Regions from separate parts of the Mus musculus genome. Here all the other regions are linked to region 2. The links are chromatin contacts, called in public HiCAR-type and HiChIP or PLAC-seq maps. All regions are on one chromosome and are shown on one strand. The core of a region is the stretch at or near the end of the contact, and the rest is flanking DNA. Distances in the headings are between cores, read along the strand shown. Region 1 holds the start of Taf5 (TATA-box binding protein associated factor 5). Region 2 holds the start of Sfxn2 (sideroflexin 2). Region 3 overlaps Cnnm2 (cyclin M2).

Evidence for each region. HiCAR-type assays count read pairs that join an accessible place to other places. HiChIP or PLAC-seq counts read pairs in DNA pulled down with a chosen protein or histone mark.
Region 1: a contact with region 2 is called in a HiCAR-type map of astrocytes, with 4 times the contacts expected there. The contact joins the promoter of Taf5 here to the promoter of Sfxn2 in region 2. A contact is called at or near these places in 5 of 39 promoter capture datasets (the SN4741 cell line, cranial neural crest, hippocampal neurons and 2 more), 1 of 484 Hi-C or Micro-C datasets (erythroblasts), 9 of 115 datasets of contacts at active chromatin or transcription factors (the SCID.adh cell line, astrocytes, bone marrow-derived macrophages and 5 more) and 1 of 9 other capture datasets (liver).
Region 3: an H3K4me3 HiChIP or PLAC-seq map of the SCID.adh cell line shows a contact between it and region 2, with 2.8 times the contacts expected there. The contact joins the enhancer-like site here to the promoter of Sfxn2 in region 2. A contact is called at or near these places in 2 of 39 promoter capture datasets (cranial neural crest and hippocampal neurons), 1 of 15 datasets of contacts at CTCF or cohesin (the NIH/3T3 cell line), 10 of 484 Hi-C or Micro-C datasets (the AML12 cell line, the CH12 cell line, the HPC-7 cell line and 7 more), 4 of 115 datasets of contacts at active chromatin or transcription factors (the 230-238 cell line, the SCID.adh cell line, embryonic midbrain and 1 more) and 4 of 9 other capture datasets (adipose tissue, embryonic stem cells, liver and 1 more).

What each region holds. Positions count from the first base shown.
Region 1 is chr19:47,065,402-47,069,034 of GRCm38.p6, reverse strand. Taf5 (TATA-box binding protein associated factor 5) reads right to left here and starts at 1,287. Exons shown (of 11, transcript NM_177342.3): 1 at 709-1,287. The coding sequence starts at 1,270.
Region 2 is chr19:46,571,517-46,575,682 of GRCm38.p6, reverse strand. It overlaps Sfxn2 (sideroflexin 2), which reads right to left and starts at 2,318. Exons shown (of 12, transcript NM_053196.3): 1 at 2,224-2,318. Arl3 (ADP-ribosylation factor-like 3) reads left to right here and starts at 2,501. Exons shown (of 6, transcript NM_019718.3): 1 at 2,501-2,643. The coding sequence starts at 2,641.
Region 3 is chr19:46,844,791-46,848,528 of GRCm38.p6, reverse strand. All of the region lies in intron 1 of Cnnm2 (cyclin M2), which reads right to left. Among named protein-coding and RNA genes, the nearest start is that of Cnnm2, 85 kb to the right of the region's middle. Within about 2 kb of position 1,823, at least 28 of the 459 cell types and tissues checked have an H3K27ac peak or open chromatin away from gene starts, as enhancers often do. A contact at or near this core is called in the SCID.adh cell line and pancreatic islet, where this site is marked.

The sequences.
Region 1 (3,633 bases), core at 38-2,537, 490 kb before region 2:
CCTTTAACTGACATCACACAAGAAAAAGCAACAGAGACAAAAAGGTCTGCCCCACTCCTGCCCGTAGACTTAAGAGTTTTCAAAAGCTCTGCAAGGCAGATTCCCAGACTCTGCCCTTACAGAGTTTAATAAGCCTTAAGTGATGCTCAGAAATCCTCTAAAACACTTAACACCAGCGGTTCTCAGCCCACATTCTAAGAAACACTTACAACCTCCACTCTGGAGGTGTTATCCAAAGCAAGCCCTTCCGGCTTTGCTCAAAAAGTCCGTTGTCTCGTCTCAAAAGGAGAGATGAGAACTATACAGTTGTGAAAAATCAAGACACGGAAAGTACCTGCTGTACAATAGTAGTATGGGAATGTGACAGTACGATACTCGTGTTCACGCGAACCCAATCCTAGGTTCCTAAGTCTAAGTAAGAGCAGAAACCCCGAAACCCCTAAGGTTCCCCTCTTCTGTCAATCCCCGGTCCCTGGCGCCTCCCTCGACTCCACAGCCCTGCTGCTCAGCCTCTGGCTGGAACTGACAGCTCAGAAGAGGGTTTGACTGCGCAGCCGGCGCAGGAGCGAAAGGGGCGGGCGTGTGGCCCTAGAGGCGGGCCCAGGAAATTCAAAACAAGCCCGCAGAGGTGCAGGCCCGCCAGCCCTCGCCTTCCCGGCTAGCTCCCCTTCCAGCCGGCGCTCCTCAGCCCGGGAGCCCGAGACTCACCCTTTCCCGGAGCCGCAGGACCTGAGGCTGAACCCGAGAACACCGAGGTCACCGAGGCGCCCGTCCCCGGAGGCTCGGGGGCCGCAGAGCCGGGAACTGAAGCGGTGACCCGGCTGAGAAGCGCGCTGGCCGCCTCCGCGCCGGCCCCGTCCAACTCTCCCGGAGCTCCGGAGCCCGCCACCGCCTCCTCCAGCAGCCGGGCCTCCCGGCGCAGCGCCTCTTCGGCCTCGCGGAGGTTGCTCTGCCGGAGGAATTGCAGCACGGCCAGGAGGGTCTGTCGGTCGTGGGGAGCGCCGGCCTCCGCCGGAGCGGCGGGCACCGGGGCCGCCCCCGCCGGGGCAGCGGCGGAGACAGCCACCCCAGGCTTGGGGGTCCCGCCGTCCCCGCCGGCCGCCGCTGCCACTGCCACATTCCCGCCGCCGCCGCCGTTGGGGCCGTTGTTGGGAGTGCCGCCGCTCCCCTCGCCTGCGCCGTCGCCAGCCTGCGGAGGTAGCAGCGTCGGCGGTCCCTCAGGCTCTAGCTTGACCGCCACCTCCGTCTGCTCCTCCGCCAGCGCCGCCATCTTGCGGCTGAGCCACCTCGCGCCGTCAAGCGTGACTGCGTTTTCGCCACATGGAGGGCGGGGGTAGGGCGTTTCACGACAGCCGGGGCAGGCCATTTACGGCAGTGGGAGGAGCTAGCGAGGAGAAAAGGCACGAGAAAGAGCTACTTTCAAAACCGAGCGAAAGGCAGGCAGGAAGTGGGAGTTGCTTACCGTCAGTCTCTATTGCATTTGCCTGCTAATTACCGTTTATTGCATTCAGGCGATGAGATAGCCGTTTTATATTATACGAGCTCTTTTAATTCAACAAGTTTAAAGGTGCTAATCCCTGGAGTCTTTACAGACGGCTTAACCAGAATCCAAAGAGGTTAAATACCATGCTAAAATCACACGCGAAGAAAACGATTCACGCCCAGGTATTTAATTCAAAAGCACATAGCATTTATCAGAAAGAGGCCTCCTAGTTACTGGAAAGGCTCTCTGATGCTGTGGGCTGAGCAGTGGTTACTTTTTCAGTTTTTCTTTCTTTCTTTTTTTTTTTTTTTTTTTGGTTTGGTTTGTTTTTTCGAGACAGGGTTTCTCTATAGAGCCCTGGCTGTTCTGGAACTCACTTTGTAGACCAGGCTGGCCTCGAACTCAGAAATCCGCTGAGTGCTGCGATTAAAGGCGTGCGCCACCACGCCCGGCTCTTTTTCACTTTTTATTCCTGTAAAAATCTAGCTTTGTGAACTTTACAGTATATGTTATATCGTTTATTTTTTTTAAAAAAGCCTTTAAGCTGGATGTAGTTTCTAAAAATAAATTTAAGCCGAAGATAGAGGTCACAGGATCGCCTCAGCAAGTTCTAGATCAGTCAGGGCTACACTGTCTCCGGAGACCTTGTCTCCAACAAGAACAAGAACAACAAAACCAAAACCAACAACAAAATCAACTATAAAGTTAAAGAGAAAAAAAAGTTAATTTCTTCTCATTCCTTGTTACCAAATAAACCATTTCTGTCCTAAGGAAAAAATTTTTTTTCCTTTTTAAAGAAAAGATTAAGGCAGGGTCTTATGCACGCAGGCTGGCCTTGAACCTGCTGTGAAGTTAAGGGGGACCTTGAATTTCTGGTCCTCCTGCCTTCACCTTCCAAGTGTAGGGGTCCAGCTAAAAAGTTTTTATATAGACGTTTTTATGACTAAAATGTTTCTACTGTGTATTAATTACCCATTGTTACTATTTTGTTGTTGTTTGGGGCAGTACTAGGAAGTGAACCTCACCCTGCCTCTTGAATCCTAGGCAGTGTTCTGCTGCTGGGCTACAACAGCAGCCCTTACTTGGAAGGAGATGGGAAGAAGGTGTCTGACTTGGGGAAGTATGGCCACCTTTGTCCTCTCTACGCGGGTCTCTGAGAGTCCAGCGTCCACGTTGTGCTTTAGCTGAGGCTAATGACTTCAAGTACAGTGTTTCCTGTTTCACCAGAAGAAATAAAGTCACTGGGTGCCTAGGAGACCCTTTTGTTATCTTGTTTCTGTCTTCTTCCTTTCTGCTCCCTGCTCCCAGGGTCCTTAATCATTCAGATTCTGCGTCAGTCTGGGTCTTTGAAGGGCGCCCACTCCTTCTCTCCAGCTCTTGCCCTTCTGATTTCCTTTCATTTCACAGGTTACTGTTTCATTCTGACATTTTTTTTTTAAGATTTATTTATCATGTATACAATGTTCTGCCTGCATGTATGCCTGCACACCAGAAGGGGGCACCAGACCTCATTATAGATGGTTGTGAGCCATCATGTGGTTGCTGGAGATTGAACTCGGGACCTCTGCAACAGCAGCCAATGCTCCTAACCTCTGAGCCATCTCTGCAGTCCTCATTCTGACATTTTTTTTTCTGTAGTTCTTCATACTTAGTAAGCATGTTTACAAATGTTTCTTCTTTGTCCTGCTCCCCCTTGTAGGAAAGTGCCAGTGTACAGTTTTGTCTTCGAGGTCAGTTGGCAGAGAGTTCCTCTACCATCCTTTTCCCTCTCTACCTGTTTTTTTTTTTTCAGTACAATAATACATTTTTAGCCTACAGCTATACCGCTACATTTATTTAGTTTATTTTCTTCAACTGTTGTATTTTTCATAGTATTTTGATTCTATTCTTTGTTGCTATTTTTCCTGAAACCCAACTAGAGGATTTTATTCTCTGTAGATATTTGATAGTGTGTGCAATATTTCTCAAGGATGCTTTTGGCGTCTAAAATTCAGAAATGCTGTTAGACTTACTAAAATGAACAGGACAATATTTCCTCAAAAAACAAGCTGTTTCTTTTCATAGCCTAAAATTATTCAATCCAGAATGTTAGTGTTGCCAAGGCAGCAACACTACCCTGATGTAACTTTATGAACAAATAGTTTGGGTGT
Region 2 (4,166 bases), core at 1,069-3,568:
TACACAAGGTACTGGATCACCACACACACACACTTTTTTTTTAACTCGAGATCAATTATGAGAGACAGAGCACAAGAGAGAGAGAAGAGAACAAATGAAGCAGACTAAGAGTGATCTTCCCTAGAGAAAGCTCATCTCCTCCAGCAAGTGGGACCAAAGCTCAGAACAGACCCATAGTCACAGTTCTGAGGTAAGAGTACTTGCCCCCATAGAATATTTGCCCTGTGGGCACTTGGCCAGGGGAGGTCCAGGCAGCTCAAAACTCTGCAAGAGCAGACCAAAGACCACTGAAATAGCAGACTACCGTCAGGTTGCCTAGAACAAGCAGGAGAATGACGGTAATAATTAAACCAGCAGGCCCAGGCTCCTGCTTACAGACACACTCATCGGGACTCCAAGGTAACAGTGAAAACAGATACCGTGCTACCTGAGGGAACCCTGAATGTGCCTTTTCCCACAAAAGGGCCCCAGTGTGAAGAGCAGTAGATTAGTAGATAAACGGAAGGGGAGGGGTCTCTAATCTAACAACTCACCTAGTGCCTCTTTTATTCTTCCTTTTCCTTTTTTTGAGACAGGGTTTCTCCATGTAGCCCTGGCTGTCCTAGTAGACCAGGCTGGCCTCGAACTCAGAGATCCAGCTGCCTCTGCCTCCCAAGGGCTGGGATCAAAGGCGTGCGCCACCACCTTCTGTCTGATCACCTTGAACTTCTTTAGTCAAGATTCAGAATTGACTTTTCCCTCCAAGGATCCGATACAAGTAGGCAGGTAGCAGATGTTTCTGACTGTGGGGCTGGAGCCATGGCTCAGCACTTTAAAGAGCAATCGCTGCTCTGCAAGAATCCCTGGGTTCAGTTTTCAGCACCCACCTGGTGACTGACAGCCACCCATAACTCCAGCTCCCGGGTACCAAAGACACATGTGATGATGCACTTACATACATGCAGACAAAACATTCATATACGTAAAGCAAATAGTTTTAAAGGTTTTATAGAAAGTTCTTTACTTGGTTGTAAAAAAGACCTGAAAGCTTCGCACTATGTACCCAGTGCCCAGAAGTACCCAGGAAGGAGGCAGTCCTGTGCAAATTTAGGGCCAGTATGGTCTACATAGTTTTGTTCCAGGCCAGCCAGAGTTCCATAGTAAGACTCTCAAAACAACAACGACAACAAACCTGAAAACCCATACTGGAAAAATCTGCCTTTGTTTAAGTAATGGCAACTAGGTTGGTGAAAGAGGTAACGCCTGAACCCCAGATTAAACTATTGATAATAATAATAATATGTCACCCTTTCTTTGCGACAGGAATTGCTCTCTATGTACGTGACATACATGGACCTGTAAGATAGATAACAGGTAAACACACATCAACAGACTTCCAGAGATACCACTTCTACCTAAACTATGAGCTGTTGGAAGAGTTCTCTGCTTATTAACAGGTATAAACAGCTCTGAGGTGTGGGGTGTAGTGTATGTAGGTCGGTGGCAGAGTGCTTGCCTACCCTGTACAAACCCCTGCATTCTGAGTTCAGTCCCCGGGGGCAAACAGCACTCCTACCTGGGCCACAGTGTTTACAAGCAACACTATAAAATAGTTTACAAGTAAAAAAAAAAAATAGTTTACAAGTTAGTTCAAGTCCGGACTCTTATCATCTACAATAACCGATTTCTAGGGTTGTAAGGAAATTAAACCTCATATAAAAAAAAACATTCCACTAGGAAGAATGCAATTTCCACGAAGGCAGGTTGTCGGGAACCAACATGCCACAAAGGTCCTGTGGTCGGCCCTGGGCGTGAGAGGAGCGGGAGGTAGCGCTTGCAGTCTAACCCGGTTTAGCAAAATCCAGCAGATCCCAAACAATCTAACACTCCCGCTGCCAGCTAACCTCAATGCTAGGGACCGGTCCCCAACCTCCCTATCTCTCGCCCTCTCTCAGGCGACCTCCCCCAACACAGTACAAATCACCTATCCTGGATTCTAACAAGAATGTGGAGATAGAGACGTAGCCGCAACTCCTGAGCCCTAAAGCCTGGCACCCGAAGACAACCGGGGTCAGAAGGGAAGAATCCATTGGAGCCCTGGTGGGTCCCTCCGGCCACGCGGCTTCTGCAGATGCAAGTCCAGCACGCAGCGCCTGGCAGCCGCAACAGAGCAGAACCACGCTCCCTTCGGAGGCGCGGGGATTAGGAGTAGCTGTGCATTTGGCTGCACTTGCGAACTCTTACCTGGTCCCAGAGGGATGCACCCCGCGACTGCCACCAGGCGAAGCTGACCAGGAAAGCAGAACTGAAGTGTCGCGGCTAGGCCCGGGAACCACCCCCTCGCCCTACGCCCCCACTTCCGACCAATCAGAGGCCACAGGCTCCGGCCAGCCACGTGGGCGGCTTTGCACCTCCCGCTGGGTCGCTCACCAGCCCGCCCCGCCCTCCCGCCCCTCCCGAGACCGCCTGCGCAATGGGCGGGCGCTTTGGCGCGCTTGCGCACTTTGGGTAGAGAGGAGCAGAACCCCGCCCCATCCCGCTGCTCCGTTCCTCCGCTGTGCGTGCGAGGGACGTCAGGGGCGGCGCCGCAGCAGTTACCCCTGGTAACGGGGGAGGCAGGAGGAGGAGGCGGAGGAGGAGGAGGAGGGACTCGGCTTGAGGATGGTGAGTGTGGGGGCCCTGGCCCCTCCAGAGCTGACCAGTCACCCCCCCTCCTTTCACCAGTCCCAGGGCGGGGCGCTGCGCGTAAAGCCGAGGAGGACGTGGGATGGGGCTCGCCTTGATCTTTGGGGTTCTAGATCGGTTTCAGGGGCGAAGGAGGAGCCCCTAAAGTGGGCCTGGAGGGAGGCCTAGGCCTGGAGAGAAAAGAGGGGTTTGCGATAGATTCGAGGCATGGAGTGCTTGGCTAGCGGGGAAGCCTGGGCACCATCATCTTTCTAGGGACTGGGATGAAGGCGACTCTAGAGCTGCGGAGATCAGACCAAGCTCTCAGATCTTACTGCAGAGTCGACCTCTCGGCGCCTCGGGACTGTGGGGTTCATCTGAGAACCAGCCAAAAGTGGGAGAGGCGCGGCTCTACTGTCTTTGAGATCACCCTGGCAGCACCAGGGAGCTGTAACCTGGCTTTCCTAGATGCTCGCGTCTCTGAGTGAGAGGTGTGTAGGGAGTAAGTCCCAGGACAATAAGAGGTACCGCTGGGAATGGATGTCTCTGTGGTGGGTGCGCTCCTGCAGTCCCAACTTAATCGCTGAAAGTTCTGCGAAGAAATAATGGTTGTTGATGAGCGATTTTTTGCTCCGTATTTATTCCATGTAGATAGAAGCAAATTAACCTCCCGTGTCCTAGCTTTTCCTTCAAATTTGCAGTGTCCTTTTGCCTGAGGCCACAGGAGGACCAAAGGTCTTCACCTCAAACTAAAAAGAATGAACAATAGAAAGTGAGCATCAATTTGAAGCAAGCCTTGTCTCCGTTAACCTTAATTAAGGCTTTTCCAAAGTGTATGATGTGTGACAGATTTTTGACCAGAAACACTCGGTTCCTTGTTGATTTTTTAAAATCGTTATTTTATTTAATGTATATGTATGGGTGTTTAGCCTGAATGTATGTTTGTGCTCCACGTGTGTGCCTGGTGCCTGCAGAGGCCAGAAGAGAGCTTTGGTTGCCTGGAACTGGAGTTACGGATGTCTGGGAACCATCGCGTGGATGCTGGCAAATGAACACTGAGCGTTGCTGAACATCTCTCTGCCCTTGTTGATTCTGTACGCGGTAGATGGAGAGTAAAAATGAAGTTATGGGGAAATGAATATTTTTAGAGCTAGTCAAAGAAAACTTGATATTAAGGCATTTAGAACAGGTTGGTTGGCTTACTAACTGCTCCGAACAGGTTCCTGTTGCCCCCCCCACACACACACACACAATATTTTTGTGAAAATATTGAGGCATTTCTGTTGACTTAAGAAGCAAAGCCTAGGGCTGGTGAGATGGCTCAGTGGGTAAGAGCACCCGACTGCTCTTCTGAAGGTCTGAAGTTCAAATCCCAGCAACCACATGGTGGCTCACAACCACCCATAATGAGATCTGATGCCCTCTTCTGGTGTATCTGAAGACAACTACAGTGTACTTACATATAATAAATAAATAAATCTTTAAAAAAAAAAAAAAAAAAAAAAGAAGCAAAGCCTAGGGCT
Region 3 (3,738 bases), core at 574-3,073, 270 kb before region 2:
TTACTCCCTTCACAGGGAGAGGCCATTTTTGTGAATTAGCTCCTTGGACTGAAAATGCAGTCTCTCTCCAAGCCCCTTGTAGCCGCCCCCAGCCTCACCCTGCAGCTCTGCACTGACCCAGGGCTTCATTCTCTCAGCTCTGGAATTCCTGGTGAGAAGTCCTGCTTCCTGAAGCCACTTCCTGGTGTGCAGCTCAGAGTGAGAGGGGTGCCTTTGGAGACCATCATTTCAGGCACCTGTCCCATGAACCAGTCACTGTAGGAACCTGCGTCTTTAGGCCTCACCTAAAGATAAAAGACAACTGCAAAAAACTTTTTAAAAAATTATTTATTTTATTTATATGAGTATACTGTTGCTGTCTTCAGGCACACCAGAAGAGGGCATCAGATCTCATTACAGATGGTTGTGAGCCACCATGTGGTTGCTGGGAATTGAACTCAGGACCTCTGGAAGAGCAGTCAGTGCTCTTGACCGCTGAGCCATCTCTCCAGCCTTGCAAACAACTTTCTAAGAAAGAAAATTGCAAAAATGAACTTTCCTTTCCTTTATTTATTTATTTATTTATTTTAAATTTGAGAGAGGGTCTCAGGTAGTTCAGACTGGCTTCAAACTCACAGCAATCCTCCTGCCTCAGCCACAACAGGACCTTTCTCAGCTGTAGTGCTGGGAGAAATCAAGGTAGGATGAGAAGCAGAAAGGCAGCGATGATATACAGAAAGGGTCGGTAGGCTGGGTACTCAGTGTGCACCCACGGTGCCAGTACTGAGAGCGGGGCAGGAGGATCGGGAAGAAAGGTCATCCTTAGCTATACATCAAGCTCTTGGCCAGTCTGACCACATGAGACCAGCCATGTCTCAAAAAAATTAACAACCTAAACATGAGAAAGAGATTAGAAATGGATGGATTCTAACTTCTGAAGGATATAAATCCAGAGCTGGTGAACAGGCTCAGTGGGGAAAGGCCTGCCACCAAGCCTGACAGCACAGTCACCTGTCTGCTTCACAATAAGCAAAATAATAATAATAATAATAATAATAATCAGATATCAACAAAATGTGTGATTTTAGGAATCAAATAATGCTAAGACTTTTAAATATACACCATAGATCAAATAATCTAAACGAATGCTCTATACAACATAGCACAGCCCAGGGCCCTGCTCTGTGGGTAGAATGCTTCACACAGGAGGTCCTGCCTTCAGTCTCCAGCACACCACAGAACAGATGTGTGGTTTTCAACACTAACGAAGGGAAGGCAGGAGGATTACAAGTTCAATACCATCCTCTGCTACATAGAGAGCTTCTGGCTAGCCTGGGCTATATGAAACTCTGCCTCAAAAAAAAAAAAAAAGCATAAATTGCTGGCATGAGGGTTGGGAGAGAGCCTTCTTAGGCCCAGTTATAAGGTATTACAGTATTTCAGCTAACTGTTCTGTTTATAAACCCCTAACCTCTGGGTTTCTGGCTGGGTCCTTAAACAGGACAAGAAAGCAAGGTGAAAGTGAAAACCTAATGAGCACAGGGCTTTACAGCCACATGTCTGCTCCATTCAGAATGACAAGACATGACCATCAAGTCACCAGCTGTATGGCTCCCAGCTGCATGGACCCAAGGCAGAGCCCCATACAGGTGGGACTCAAGAAGCTAGTCTTCACTGTGAGCTAGACCCGGTAATGTCAAGAATGTGGAATGAGGGCCAAATTTCTGCTCCGTTGCCCTGTGTATCAAAGTTTCCTATTTGTGTCTTCTCTGTGGACTGGTAAGCCAGCCCAAAGTGATAAGGGGTTACCACATCTGCGTGCTGCTAAGCCCAAACATTCAGCATCAGATACCATCTGTATTTTGATCATCCTCTGAAGTCAACACTCAATAGGATCAGGCTGACAAGTGGATGTGTCACCCGCTGCCTGATGAACAGACAGCCGCCTTTGCTCTCCTTCATTGCTGGCAGTGACGTGAAATTCAGCAGTAGACAAACTGAAACAGCTGGGGAGGAGAGCCAAGGGGGTGGCTGAAGTAGAACCAAACTGGGAACAAGCACACACAGCTGTACTAATAAAAAAGATGACATCCAGTAGTCAGAAAGACCTAATGATCTGAGCACAAGGCAAGGGGAGCCTGTGGAGCCTTCAGACTGGACTCAGGGCAGGAGGTAAATAAATAGGCAATCCTGTAAAGAGAAACAAGCTGGCATTTCAGATTCGCCATTACTGCTGCGCTGCTCGGCTCCAGGGGGCACCGTCAGCATGGGATGTCACTACTCCCTTGCCACCAAGGACAGAGCAAGTGAAATGCTTGGCAGGCCTCCTAACAAAGCTACGGTAGGAACTCAATAAACAGAAATCAATAAAGTTCCCAAGCGTCAGCTCTATGGGACTAATGATAAAATAAATGAGTGTTCTCTAGAGCCTGAGCTTGGTCCCATGGTACTAACAAACAACCCGAGGTGGGAAATAGAATTTAATGCCTGTAGTTGAGATCCCTCAAGGAAGGGCTGGAGAGATGGCTCAGTGGTTAAGATGGCTGCTCTTCCAGAGGACCTGGGTTCAAGTCCCAGCACCCACATGGCAGCTCACAACCGTCTGTAACTCCAGTCCCAAAGGATTTGGTACCCTTAAACACATCAGGCAAAACACCAACATACTTAACAATAAACAAATCTTAAAAAAAAAAAATTCTCCCAAGGAAACTAGATGGTGTTATCAAGGAAGTCAACACACTTTAAATATCATGAGGTTTGGGTTTAATCTGATCTACAAGTGAGCAGACCGGTCAGGAGAGATCTGCCTAGAGCACCATATAGGTCATAAAATGCTCTGTAAGTATCGGGAACTCAACAGCCACGTGAGTTCACTCACTCACTCAACAGACTGTACTAAAATGTCTAGGCCGCTCCACAGGAAACAGAACAGAACTCTGGCTCCCAAGCAACACTCTAGTAGGAAGGCAGACACTAAGAGAAATAGACAAGGCACAAGGGATTGTGCTGGGTGTGGTGAGGAGAGAAAAGGTGGTGAGTCGCATTTCACACAGCTTAAATGGAGGAAGGCCTTCCTGCCAGGCAAAGACTAAGGGACACAAGGAAACCGAGCATATAACCGAGTGGGGCAGTCTGCGGGTAAAGGACTGCAGACGCCCTGACGGGGGATGTTTTGTGGGCTGAAGGAAGAGGACAAAGCCAGTGTGGTTGGAACAGAACCAGCAGAGGGAAGGAGTAAAGAGGCAGAGCGGGGCATCACAGTGGAAAAAAGCCAGATGGCTACCTCCGCTGTCAACTTGACTGATGACTGATGTATAGTCAGTCACCTAGGAGATCCACCTCTGGGCTTGTCTATGGCAGTCTCTAGGGAGGTTTTACAGAGGGAGAGAAGAACATTCCACAAGCTAGGGTTTCCTACTGTATAAAGTGTGTGTAAGTGTATGTGTGTGAGTGCGTACATGTGTGTGTTCGAGTGTGTGAGTGTGTATGTACATGTGTGAGAAGGTGTACATGTGTATTCAAGTGTGTGTGAGTGTGTGTGTGTTTCACGCCTTGCACACACTGAGCACCAGCACTCATCAGTCTGTGCTTCTTGAAGCACACTGTGACAGTCACCTCACCATCCACTGCCATGCCTTCCCAGCAGGAAGTTCCCTCAGACCCATGAACCCAAAAAAGCCCTCTCCCTTTCAGTAGTGTCCTTGTCCCATCATAGCAGAAAGGAAAGCTAACACCATGGTTCAGACTTTTCAGCCTTTA